2 separate regions of the Capra hircus genome follow, and region 1 is linked to region 2. A link is a contact called in public Hi-C data. All regions are on one chromosome and are shown on one strand. The core of a region is the stretch at or near the end of the contact, and the rest is flanking DNA. Distances in the headings are between cores, read along the strand shown.

Region 1 (6,588 bases), core at 1,500-3,999, 790 kb after region 2:
GGGTCTCTATGGGGCTCTGACAGTCACTTGACAGCTATGTCATCCAAGCACCTCAGGACTACGGGCCACCATGCCTGCTTTCTGCAAATCTGGAAATGTGGCTTATAAAGTCCTCGGAAGCATAAGCAGTGCATAGTCTGACTCTTCATGGCTGTGTGACCTTGGGCAGGTTCTATAACCTCTCTGTGCCTCAGTTTTCTCAACTGTGAAATGGGGATAATAATAGAACCCATATCATGGGTCTGATCTGAAGATTTTTTAAAATAATTTTATTTATTTTATTGTTTATTTTTGGCTGTGCTCGGTCTTTGATGCTGTGCGGGCTTTATCTAGCTGCAGACGGCGGGAACTACTTTCTAGTTGCATTGCGCGGGCTTCCCATCGCAAAGGTGTCTCTTGCGCAGCGCCGGCTCCAGGGCGCGCAGGCTTCAGCAGCTGAGGCTCCCAGGCTCTAGAGCACAGACCTAGTAGCTGTGGCTCACAAGCTGAGCTGCCCCGTGGCATGTGGGATCTTCCCGGATCAGGGATCGAACCTGTGTCTCCTGCACTGGCAGGCAGATTGTTTCCCACTGAGCCACCAGGGGAGCCCCTGACCTGAATTTTTGTGGTTGTTCAGTCCATAAGTTATGTCTGAATCCTTGCAACCCCATGGACTGTAGCCCATCAGGCTCCTCTGTCCTCCACTATCTCCTGGACTCAAATTCTTCTCCCTTGAGTCAGTGATGCTATCTAACCACCTCATCCTCTGCCACCCCCTTTTCCTCTTGCCTTCAATCTTTCCCAGCATCAAGATCTTTTCCAACAAGTTAACTCTTAGCATCACGTGGCCAACGTATTGGAGTTTCAGCATCAGCAACAGTCATTCCAATGAATATTCAGGGTTGATTTCCTTTTGGATTGACTGGTTGGATCCCCTTGCAATCCAAGGGACTCTCGAGTCTTCTCCAGCGCCACAATTGAAAAGCATCCATTCCTTAGCCTTCAGCCTTCTTCATGGACCAATTCTCACATCTATACATGACTACTGGAAAAGCCATAGCTTTGACTGTAAGGACCTTTGTGGGCAAAGTGATGTCTCTGCTTTTTAATATGCAGTCTAGGTTGGTCATAGCTTTCCTTACGAGGAGCAAGTGTCTTTTAAATATTAAGTATTGCCTGTTACCACTGTTGGATCTTTCAGATCCATTATTTGGGCAATGCATAACTCTTGACAAGATGAGCTGACAGAATCTTAGCTTGTCAGTGCTGCAAGACCCATATAGAAATCATTCCCCTCACTTAGACATGGCAGACTGGGACCCAGAACAGAGAAGGAACTTGCCCAAGGTCACCCGGCATGTAAGTGGCAGAGGCAGAACGAGAACCAAGCTCTCCTAATGTTGCACCACAAATATTTTGCCCTTGACCTGTTGCATGCCTTAAATGACTGCCAACAGAGTGGCTTCTCACCGTTTTTGGAAGTCTCCCGTGAACTGGAACTCCTGCTTGACCTGTAGAGGAGCATGAGCACCCTGCACTCGCTATGCAGCAGAGAGACAACTGCAAGCAGAGAATGCAGGAAATGATCCACTTCCAGGCTCATAAGCAGCATCTTCTTGACACAATGCATTCCAAAGTCTCCTGAAAGGGGGAGGTGCCAGGCCTTCTCATTGGTCACTCTCCCCAGAGACCTTGGTGAGCCCTAGAGCCCCCTGTTCTGACCCCCCAGGTAGCCTCCTACTCATTCCAGTGTCTGGAATGTGGTAAGACAGCTCTGTTTACAGGCTTAATTCTCCCAGTCCAAGACCTGGCCTCACTACTGGAGACATCTCCTTGGTCAGCTCTGATTGAACATCAGGAGTTCTTCTCTTTCCTTGCTCCTCCCAGGTGCTCCCAAAACGCAATGTTTGGGGAAATGGCCTCAGACCTCCTTAGCAATGGAATGGAGAGCGTTAAGCCTAAATTTTCTGAAGACTGTCTTTACCTAAACATATACACCCCTGCTGACTTGACGAAGAGAAGCAGGCTGCCGGTAAGCAGCGGGAACCACTGGGCAAGGCTGGGGTAGACTGGAAGGGGATGAAGGCAGTGTTGAGTGGGGGCGTCGTGGGCCAAGGGTCTTCTGGGGCCCCAGGGCTTTCTTGTGCACCACAGCCAAACCTGACATCAGGGAGCGCAGGTGGCCCACACCTCTGTTTCCCCTCGGCCAGAGTAGGGCCCCTGGGGGAGATTGCTGCACATCTGTGATGCACATTTCATTTTTCCAGGGCCTCTCATGCTAACAGATGGACAAGAAGGATGACTCTTAATTGCTAGATTAGGAATCTGATACCCAGAGAGGGTAAAACGTCATTTCCATAAAGTTAGAGCTGGAAGGAACCTTGGAGATAAGCCAACAAGCCAACCCTTCCTTTACAGACAGAGAAACTGAGGCCCAGTGAGGGGAAGGCGCGGTCACAGAGTCGGGTTGGCAGGACTGGAGCACGGGGCTCCTGGAACAGCCGGGAGCGCTCTGACACACACTGGCATGGAGCCTATGTGTGCCTTTCCTCAGCATACAGAGGCCTTCTCTGACAGCTTTCTGGGTTACAGCTTGCGGGGCAGAGCCTGGAGCAACAAGGTTGCCCTTTCCTTTGCCAACTATCAAGATTTTCTTGTAGTTTATTTCACTTCCTAATTGTCTCTGGCCCAGGCTAGTGATTCAGTGAGTCAGCATTTCCAGAATAAATGGAGCCCAGAGACAGGGCAGCCTTCCAGACTCAGGCTAGAGGGTGGGGCTGGTCTGCTAGAAAAGGAGGGGTCAGCGGGGGTAGAGACTGGGTGGCCACGCACACCCAGCCATCTCCCAGGAACACCCTTGGCATGGTGCCCAGATGTGGAGGAGGGTGTCTGAACTTGGGACTAGAAGCTTGAAGAGGTGGGGACATTGATCACTCAGGCATTCATTCATTTGCCTGTTACATACTTAGTGCTCCCCCACGTAGCTAGAAGTGGGGGTTAAGAGAAAAGAGGAACGTAAAACTATGACCACACAGCCCCTGCCTTTGAGGATGTGCACCGAGCTGGACTAGGTTCTTCAGCAAATCGCTGCTGACCAGCCCCTGGCTCAGCCTGGACTCAAGAGATGACTGCAAACTCAGTCCCTCCACCAGGAGGCAGTCAAGGATCGGAGGTGTTGGAGGAGCAGGGGCTCGGGGAACCTGAGGCTGGAGAACCTCTAGTGTGGACACAGGCTCTGGAACTGCAGAGTCTGGGTGTAAAGACTAGTTCTGCCTTTTACTGCCTGAGAGACCTGGCTCTGTTTCCTCAAATCAGGGAAAATCACACATGAGTTTTCAGTGATGAATATGAAGATTTATGGCAGTGTCTGGCACAGCACACGAGGCAACTTCTGATGCATTAGTTAGAGTTGAAGGGAAGGAATTCCTCTGGCCCCAACAGCCAACCTACGGCAGACAGCCATTGGCTGCTGGGTGCTGGGTGGCTCAACACGTGGACTCTGCAGTCAGACTGCCTGGGTTCAAGTCCTGCCTCCACTGCCTGGTAGCTGCGTGACCTCAGGGTGGTTAAGTGCCCCCGTTTTCATGTCCATGAAATGGGATAATAGGAGTCCTTCATTCATGGATGAGTTATTTTTAAATGCTTAAAATAATACTTGGTACATAGTTCATGTATGAGTTCTTCAAAATTTTTGATAACAAAATCATTATATTACTTTAGCTATTCTCACTTTCTTGCTATGTGAACTCCTTAAATTTGGGGACATGCATTATGAATGGCCTCAATTCTTACCACAGTCCTTGGCACCTAGTAGGTTTTCAGATCATATTCATCAAATGGCTCAAGAATTCTTGGAGGAGGTGGTTTTTAGGCTGGGCTTAGGAGGATGGGTGAGATTTGGGGAGCAGAAGGAGGCAGCAGGAAGTCATATTAAGATGAGGTACCACCCATGGCGTGTGCTTCTTGACACGATCATTCATTCATGAGATGCTGCATTCGCCACTCAGAAGGCAACTAAGATGAAGCTGAAACGCTGAAACAAGCTTCTAGCCAAGGGCCTCTGCACGCTGAGTGCACTGAGCTGGGCGAGGGGTCCAGGAGTGAGGGTGGCGGGAGTGCTGGGGAGGAGACGGTGCTCGAGCCTTGGCTGTTCCCGTGATGATGTTGTCAGCATGAGGAGCGCTGAGCGCAGGTGGCACTGGGGCAGGGGAGACAGGCAGGGGCAGCCAGGGTGCCCTGAGTGGGGTGCTGGCCTGGGCCGCAGCTGGAGAACGGGTAGGTGACCAAGCCTGCCTCTGAGGTCTTCCCCAGCTCTGCTTCCTGTAACCCTGTGGTTGCATCCCCCCCTCCAGGTGATGGTGTGGATCCACGGAGGAGCTCTGCTGATGGGAGGAGCATCAACCTATGAAGGGCTGGTCCTCTCTGCCCATGAAAATGTGGTGGTGGTGACCATTCAGTACCGCCTGGGCATCTGGGGCTTCTTCAGGTAAGACCCTGGACTCTCCTGGTGGCACACTGCCCCCAGGGTGGGGGTGCTAGGACCCCACTCTGGTCATGCACGCCCTCAAGGGGCTCCTTGCTAGGCTCCCTGCTAAGGCATCTGAGTGCCCCCCTAACTGGGCTCCACCTGCCTTCTCGTTCCCCAGCCACCCTGGTGCACTGACTTCTGAGCTCTTCCCCATAAAGCACCCAGTCTCCCTGACGCACTCCTATCACTCCTACCAAGCCCAGCCCAGCTGCCATCTCCTCTGAACTGCTTACCCCTTTCCACTGTGGTGCCTGGCGTGCTGCAGCATCTTCAAGATGACGGTCACCATGCAGCACAGCACCTAGAGGCGCGCACAGCTTTCCTCCTGGGGAGGTGAAGAGGGGTAGACTCGTGGGAGCTCCAGGAAGTCTAGTAGGTGAAGGAGCGGGTGCCTGGAACTGGGAGGCTGTAAGGAGCATCTGACTCCAGGGGACATCTACTGGGAGGAGCCTTGGGCCCACTCACCCCATTTCCCTCCTGGAGTTTGGCACATGCATGAGTGAAGGCTTGAGTCTCCTGCATGGATTCTCTGGGGACAGGAACCGGGTTTCCAGGAGGCAGTTACTGAGCTTTTCCTGAATGTACTGGTGCCAGGAACCCTTACCCTGAGATGCTGGAGGGTGGGCCGGGGGAGGGGTGGTCACCTCCTTGGAAAGACCTGTGGGCTGGGGGAGGGTTGTCCCAGGGGAGTCGTGTCCCAGGATGTGTCCCCTTCACGGAGACCCCTCAGCTCTTCCCCCCACGGCCTGTGTCTGCTCCCTGTGACAGTGTTACTGCGTGTACTCGCCCCACTTCCTCTCCCCAGGCCTCTCTACCACCTTAGCCAGGGTTGCACCCCGACCGTAGCAGATGCTTAGTCAGTAGATGCAGGATGGCTCTGCAGAGCCCTGTAGCAGAGCAGGACAGCAGGAGAGTGAAGACCCCGTGTCAGGGCTGTGGAAGCCCAGTCCTTTCCAGAAGGCTCCCCTGGACCCCCAGCCCCATCTCTGGTCCTCAGGGCCCTGCCGGGACATCTCTGCTCCCAACCCCACCCTGTCCTCTCACTCACAGCACAGGGGACGAGCACTGCCGGGGGAACTGGGGCCACTTGGACCAGGTGGCCGCGCTGCAGTGGGTCCAGGAGAACATTGCCAGCTTTGGCGGGGATCCAGGCTCTGTGACCATCTTTGGAGAGTCAGCAGGAGGGGAAAGTGTGTCTGTTCTTGTAAGTCTTCCCGGCCCTGATGTGGCTGCTGATGGGACCCCTTGCAGACCAGCCCATCTAGTCCTGGGACCTTTACTTCCAAGACCTGCATTCAAGGTTGACTCGACTCTGTGCAACATCAGATGGTGGAGAGTTAAAGGCCAGACTCCCCTTGGCCCCCAGGAAGCTCAGGGCTCAGCTCAGCCTCCGGGGCCATAGCTACAGCCACAGCTGCGACAGACACTCTCTTCTGTCCTGTGTCAGCTGAGCTCATCCTCTCCTTCTTAATCATTTTAACGTTAGGAGTCGCCTCACTTCTCTTGAGATTAGGGGTGGGTGTAAGTGATTAATCAGAGGAGCTGACCATGAGGTTGGTCTGAGTGTCCTTGTCTGACTTGAAGCCAGGCCTACAGTTCGGGAGACATGAGCACTAGGAACAGGTTGGAGGCCCCCTCTGAGGGCCCTGGTGGCTAGTCCATGCCCAGGAGGGAGGGCAGCAGTCTCTGGGGCTGAGGGATGGAGCTGGGCTGGGCAGAAGGAGAAGAAGAGGAGGGATGGGGGATGGGACAGGAACAAGGGACACAGACAGGACCTGGGAGTGTGGTGTGGGGAGTGGGAATGAGGGAGACAGCGAGGGAAGCTAAGCCGGAAAGCCAGACTAGAGGGTGCTGGGAGCCGTGGGAAACACTCCAGCTCCCTCACGTTTGGGCACTATTACTATATTTTTAAAACATGTGGGATCATAGTTTAATATTCAGAGAGAACTTTTTTTTATTTTATAAAATGGAGAAAAAAGAAAATCATAGATAACCCCCCCCATAAAAGTTCATCCACAATCCCATTAGCCAGTGATTCTCACCACGGACAGCTTCATTTTTCTAGTCTTTTTTCCATGCTG
Region 2 (6,014 bases), core at 3,074-5,573:
ATATGGGGAATTTGAGTTTCCAAAGTTAAAAAACATATCTTTACCAATTGAAACTGAATCAGTTTACAGCTGGTATGATCCCCGGAGAGGGCACAGGTTAAGCAAATTGAGATTTGGCTTGATGCCTCACCTATTTCTGCAGAGTCATCCTGAGCCAGGAGTGGGCCAGCGTTAGGCTGCAGCCAGATACATCAAGGTCTGGGCATTGCTGTCCATGTTTGCAGAATTGTGGGTGTCACAAGAAGGCATGTGTCAGAACAGGGGGACTGGGAGAATAATTCATCCTTACCTTTTATATCTGGCTAATGCAGCTGGATGAAGCGCAAGGTGGATTTAACAAGCTGGAGAAATATCAATAACTTCAGATATGCAGATGACACTACACTTATGGCAGAAAGTGAAGAAGAACTAAAGAACTTCTTGATGAAAGTGACAGAGGAGAGTGAAAAAGTGGCTTAAAACTCAACATTCAGAAAACTAAGATCATGGCATCCAGTCCCATCACTTCATGGAAAATAGATGGGAAACAATGGAAACAGTGACAGACTTTATTTTGGGGGGCTTCAAAATCATTGCAGATGTTGACTGCAGCCATGAAATTAAAATACACTTGCTCCTTGAAAGAAAATTTATGACCAACCTTTATTAAAAAGTAAAGACATTGCTTTGCCAACAAATGTCCATCTAGTCAAGGCTATGGTTTTTCCGGTAGTCATGTATGGATGTGAGAGTTGGACTCTAAAGAAAACTGAGCACTGAAGAATTGATGCTTTTGAACTGTGGTGTTGGAGAAGACTCTTGAGAGTCCCTTGGACTGCAAGGAGATCCAACCAGTCCATCCTTAAAGGAAATCAGTCCTGCATAGTTATTGGAAGGACTGAAGCTGAAACTCCAATATTTTGGTCACCTGATGCAAAGAACTGACTTATTGGAAAAGACCATGATGCTGGGAAAGAATGAAGGCAGGAAGAGAAGGGGATGACAGAGGATGAGATGGTTGGATGGCATCATCGACTCGATGGACATGAGTTTGAGTAAGCTCCAGGAGTTGGTGATGGACAGGGAAGCCTGGCATGATGCAGTCCATGGTGTCTCAGAGTTGGACACAACTGAGTGACTGAACTGAACTGAAATGAATGCAGCATCCTGGGGTCTTCATAGTCTGAGAGCCAGGATTGCATCACAAGTTGCAAAGGCCAGCTGAGCAGGGAAAAGGGCAGAATGGTTATGACTTGACCACTGTGTGGGGGTGGGACAGGCACACATATATAAGTACTAAGGCACACGCATGTGTACAAGAGCTAAGTGATTAGAAACAGGCTTGTTGTCTACTTTGGAAGACGGCCTGGATCGTTCAGTGTGGACAGAGATAGGAGTGCTCTTTATTAGGGTACCCTTTAGGGCCTGTGTTTCTTTCCTGGTGAAAGGGAGGAGCCCCAGCCCAGGTTGGTCTTTGTAGAAGAAGTCACGTCTTGGGGCTGACTTCGCTGCGGTCCCGAGCTCTCACCCCTCACCGGTCTGCCAGTTGCCAGAAAGAGTGCAGATGAGCATCACATTTAGAACTTGGGTCTCCAGAAGGTTCATTTCAGTCACAATCCATGATCTTGGCCAAGAACTCATCAACTTTTCTAAGACTGTCATGTGGTTTTTAGTTGCCCAGTTCTTCCCAGGCATTGCTCTGGCCTGGACCAGGTCAGCTTTGACAAATGATCATTGGAAGCATGGAGAAGGCAGAGCTTCCTCTTCAGTCTGCTGCCCTGGAGACAGTCCCTTTATTTCTGCTCCATCTCGTTCGCAAGGAGGAGCCTCATACCTCAGGACTCCAGTTCCCACGATGTTTAGAGTTGGGGCTGTAACATTGTGCTGTTGTAGTTCAGTTCTCAGCTCTTCCTCTTACTTACTGTGTGCCTGCGGGCCATTTCCTTGTCCTCACTGAGCACTGGGAAATCATGATATCAATTCACGGGTTAATTTTGAGAACTGAGTGAGATCCTGCATACACACCCTCCACACAGCGATCCCCACACTGTGCGCTCAGTGAGCACGGTGAGCTCAGTGAATTGTCATGTGAATGTCCGAATAAATACAAATGGAACATGCAAATAAGTAAAAACACATTTAGCCAGGACATGGCTGTTGCATATAGAAATTCAATACCTAACTTTCCAAATTTTTTCCTACAAAAGAAAGATATGTACTTTTTATTACGTGAATGAAAGTCACTCAATTGTGTCCGACTCTTATGACCCGCATAGACGGTAGCCCAGTAGGCTCCTCTGTCCAGGCAATTTCCCAGGCAAGAATATTGGAGTGGGTAGCCATTTTCTTCTCCAAGGGATCTTCCTAGCCCAGGGATTGAACCCAGATCTTCTGTGTTGCAAGCAGATTCTTTACCATCTGAGCCACTAAGGAAGCCCAGTTTTCCTTATTATAATGGGATATTATGCACGACTAAATTTTGAAAATATTTCTTTATTGAAAGATAATCCACACACCATAAAATTCATCTTTTAAAAATATATTTATTTATTTTGGCTACACCATGTGACATGTGAGATCTAAGATCCCCCACCAGGAATTGAACCCGCTGCCACTGCACTGGAAATGTGGAGTCTAAACCACTGGACCACCAGGGAAGTTCAAAATTCACCTTTTAAGGCTTACAGCCCAGGGGGTTTTCAGTATATTCACAGAGTTCTGCGATCATCACCACTATGTAGTCCCAGAACATTTTCATCACCTCAAAGAGAAGCCTCTACCCAGTAGCACCACACCTCATTCCTCCCCACAGCCCAGGCCCACAGCAACCTCTGAACTACTTTCTGCCTCTATGGATTTGCTTAGTCTGGACATTTCATATACATAGAATCACACAATCTCTGTCCTTTCATATCTGGCTCCTTTCATTAGCATAATATTCAATATTTTCAAGGTTCATCCCTGTTTAGCATGTACCAGTACTTCATTTTTTTTGTGGCTCAATAATACTGCATTGTACAGACAGATATTATTTAATTTGTCCATTCATCAGTTCTTGGACATTTAGATTCTTTCTACTTTGGACAATGACAAATAATGGTCCTATTTCAGTTATTGTAGGTATACACCTAGGAGTGGAATTGCTGGGTAATGTGGTGACTTTGTGTTTAATTTTTTGTTAATGTTTTGGCTGCACCACATGGCATACAGGAGCTTAGTTCCGTGGCCAGGGATCGAATTTGCTCTCCCTGCAGTGGAAGTGTGGAGTCTTAAGCACTGGACAGCAGGGAGGCCCCTGTGTGTGATTTTCGAGGAACTGCCAACAGTATCCTAATGCAGTCAAAACTATATTATAATTGTTTTCCCTTCACAACACATCATGCCTGCCTTTCCCTGTTAAGAAACAGAGGTGTACATCACTCATTTGAGTAAAAGCATAGTATTGCCGTAGCCGGCTGTACCAGAGTGTACTTAGAGAATGTCCCACTTACTGGATGTATAATGACTCTGTTAGATGGGCTTTGAGCATCTTCCTCTTTCCCCTAGTAGGTAAGGGCACTGTCACAGGTGTACTCAGAGCACTCTGCATCCCTCTACTTTGGTGCCGCCACATTGCATTGCAACCCACCTATCACCTCTCCCTGCCTCTGTCTTATCACATGGTGACTCCTCCAGGAGATGGACTATGTTTTATCTTTGTATCCATAGCACTTAGCATAGTGCCAGGCATTTGGTAAATGTTTGGAGATTGAATGAATGAAATAATAAATGGAAGGATGGAGGGATGGATAATTAGAACCAACGAAATGGAGAGATGGAGTCCCTTTACTGTAAAGACATTCTCTCCCCAGATCCCTGCCTGGATAGGTCATGAGTTCCCTGACCCTGGAGGTATACAATGGGAGGCTGAGTTACTTCGCAGGTATATTATAAAATTAATTCAGACATCAGAAGAGAGACTGAAAGAAATTTATGATGCTTCCAAAATAATAGCATGGAACTCTGAAATTGAAGCCAAAGGAAAGGAAAAGATTTGCCCTTAATTCTTTAGCTAGGTAGCTGTGGGGCTAGGAGTTGCTCTGAAAGCTTTCCAGTTTTTCTGAGGACTCCAGATCAAAAACTCCCCTTGTCTGAAAGCCTCTTGTCTGTTTGTGTCTGCCCTGGGAAGGTCACAGAGCTCTAAGGTTAGAGTCCAGGAAAGGAGAAGCACTTATGAAACAAGTTGTTTATAGAATCTGCAGCTACCTGCAATTGGAGAGTGAAGTCTGGGTTCTTGATTTCAACGAGGATAAACTCTTGGTAGGCGTGGCTCACACATTCCAACCACCCACAAGGAAGGGAGGAGAGATTTGCTTGTTATTGAGCAGCTGGAGCGGGAGCTTGTGGAGGGAGCTGAGGGCCGGGACTGAAACAGCCCCTGTGAGCAGCACAGACACCTGCGTGCACAGGAGCGGCTCTCTTTCCAGGATGTGGCTCTTAGCTCTGGTCCTGACCTCCCTTGGTTCCTTCACAGCTTGGGGTGAGTCCTCCTGAAATGCAGATAGCAGGAGCACCTTTGGAAATCCTTGTAGGGGAAAGGATGGGCACAGGGCAAAGCAGTGACAGGCCGGGTTCTGCAGCAGTACACGCTCTGTGAACTTGGATGGTCTAGCCCAGCCCGTGCCCCATGGCAGGAGACACAGGGGACCAAGCACACCCTAGACTCGGCTTGGCACAGCCACACCAGAGGAGGACAATCAGCTCCTCTCCCACATCCCGCTGAGGACTTTGATGAGCTCCTCCATGTCTTTCCCTCTTGATTATTAATGTGGACATGGAGTGGGTCTTTACCAGAATCCTGCAATGGATCTCTGTTATTGTTTAGCAGCTAACTCATGTCCAACTCTTTTGCAACCCCATGGACTGTAGCCTACCAGGCTATCTGTCCATGAAATTTTCCAGGCAAGAATCCTGGAGTGGGTTGCCATTTCCTACTCCAGGGGATCTTCCTGATCCAGGGATCGAACCTGTGTCTATTGGCAGGTGTATTCTTTACCGCTGAGCTACTTGGGAAGCCCTGAAGGGGTCCTACCAGAATATTAATACTGGTTCTGGAGACAGAGCGGTGTGGGTTCAGCCCTTAGGGGCTGTGTGTTCTTACACATGGCATGTCCCTTTTCTGTGCCTTGGTTTTGCATTTTGAAAATGGAGGTGACAACTCTACCTCTGTGGACTGTTTTGAGGTAGAAATGGGCTGTGTATTCTAAACAGTGCCTGAAATAGAGAAAGTGAAAAAAGAGATAAAGGAGTTGCTTTCAAAGACACTGTATTACTGCTATATTAAAATGGTTAACTAACAAGGGCCTATTATATACCACATGGAACTCTGCTCAGTATTATGTGGCAGCCTGGATGGGAGGGGAGTGTGGGGGAGAATGGATACATGTGTATGTATGGCTGAGTGCCTTCGCTGTTCACCTGAAATTATCACAATGTTGTTAATCAGCTATATCCAACACAAAATTAAAGGTTTAAAGCTTAAAAAAAGAGATATGTATTAATAGACTATTATGGTATTCTAAATGATGCTAAAGCTGAAACTCCAGTATTTTGGCCACCTCATGAGAAGAGTTGACTCATTGAAAAAGACTCTGATGCTGGGAGAGATTAGGGGCAGGAAGAGAAGGGGACGACAGAGGATGAGATGTCTGGATGGCATCACTGACTCGATGGACGTGAGTCTGAGTGAACTCCAGGAGTTGGTGATGGACAGGGAGGCCTGGCATGTTGCGATTCATGGGGTCACAAAGAGTCGGAGCGACTGAACTGAACTGAAGGCCCACAGATCAGGAGCCAATTGCCTTTTGAAAAGGTGGTTTATGACTCACATTTTCATGGAGGAGAGAGCATGGCCCTACCATGGTGTGCCAGGTGGTAAACACCGGGGTGGCTCACGAGGGAAGAAAAGAAATTGGGAGTAAGGGTATTTATCTTGGTCGCTGATAGGGAAGGAAGAGGCGAGGCAGGATAAATAGGTTTGGGAGTGACAAAGCAGA

Evidence for each region. Hi-C and Micro-C count contacts between places; a contact is called where the count stands out from the background.
Region 1: a contact with region 2 is called in a Hi-C map of blood, with 12 times the contacts expected there. The contact joins the enhancer-like site here to the promoter of LOC102188073 in region 2. A contact is called at or near these places in 2 of 5 Hi-C or Micro-C datasets (blood and liver).

Annotation. Positions count from the first base shown.
Region 1 is chr18:26,111,577-26,118,164 of ARS1.2, forward strand. LOC102188340 (liver carboxylesterase) reads left to right here. Exons shown (of 15, transcript XM_018062017.1): 3 at 1,867-2,011; 4 at 4,332-4,465; 5 at 5,558-5,711. Among named protein-coding and RNA genes, the nearest start is that of NUP93, 44 kb to the right of the region's middle. Within about 2 kb of position 2,750, at least 5 of the 5 cell types and tissues checked have an H3K27ac peak or open chromatin away from gene starts, as enhancers often do.
Region 2 is chr18:25,315,996-25,322,009 of ARS1.2, forward strand. LOC102188073 (liver carboxylesterase) reads left to right here and starts at 4,324. Exons shown (of 14, transcript XM_018062001.1): 1 at 4,324-4,498. The coding sequence starts at 4,447.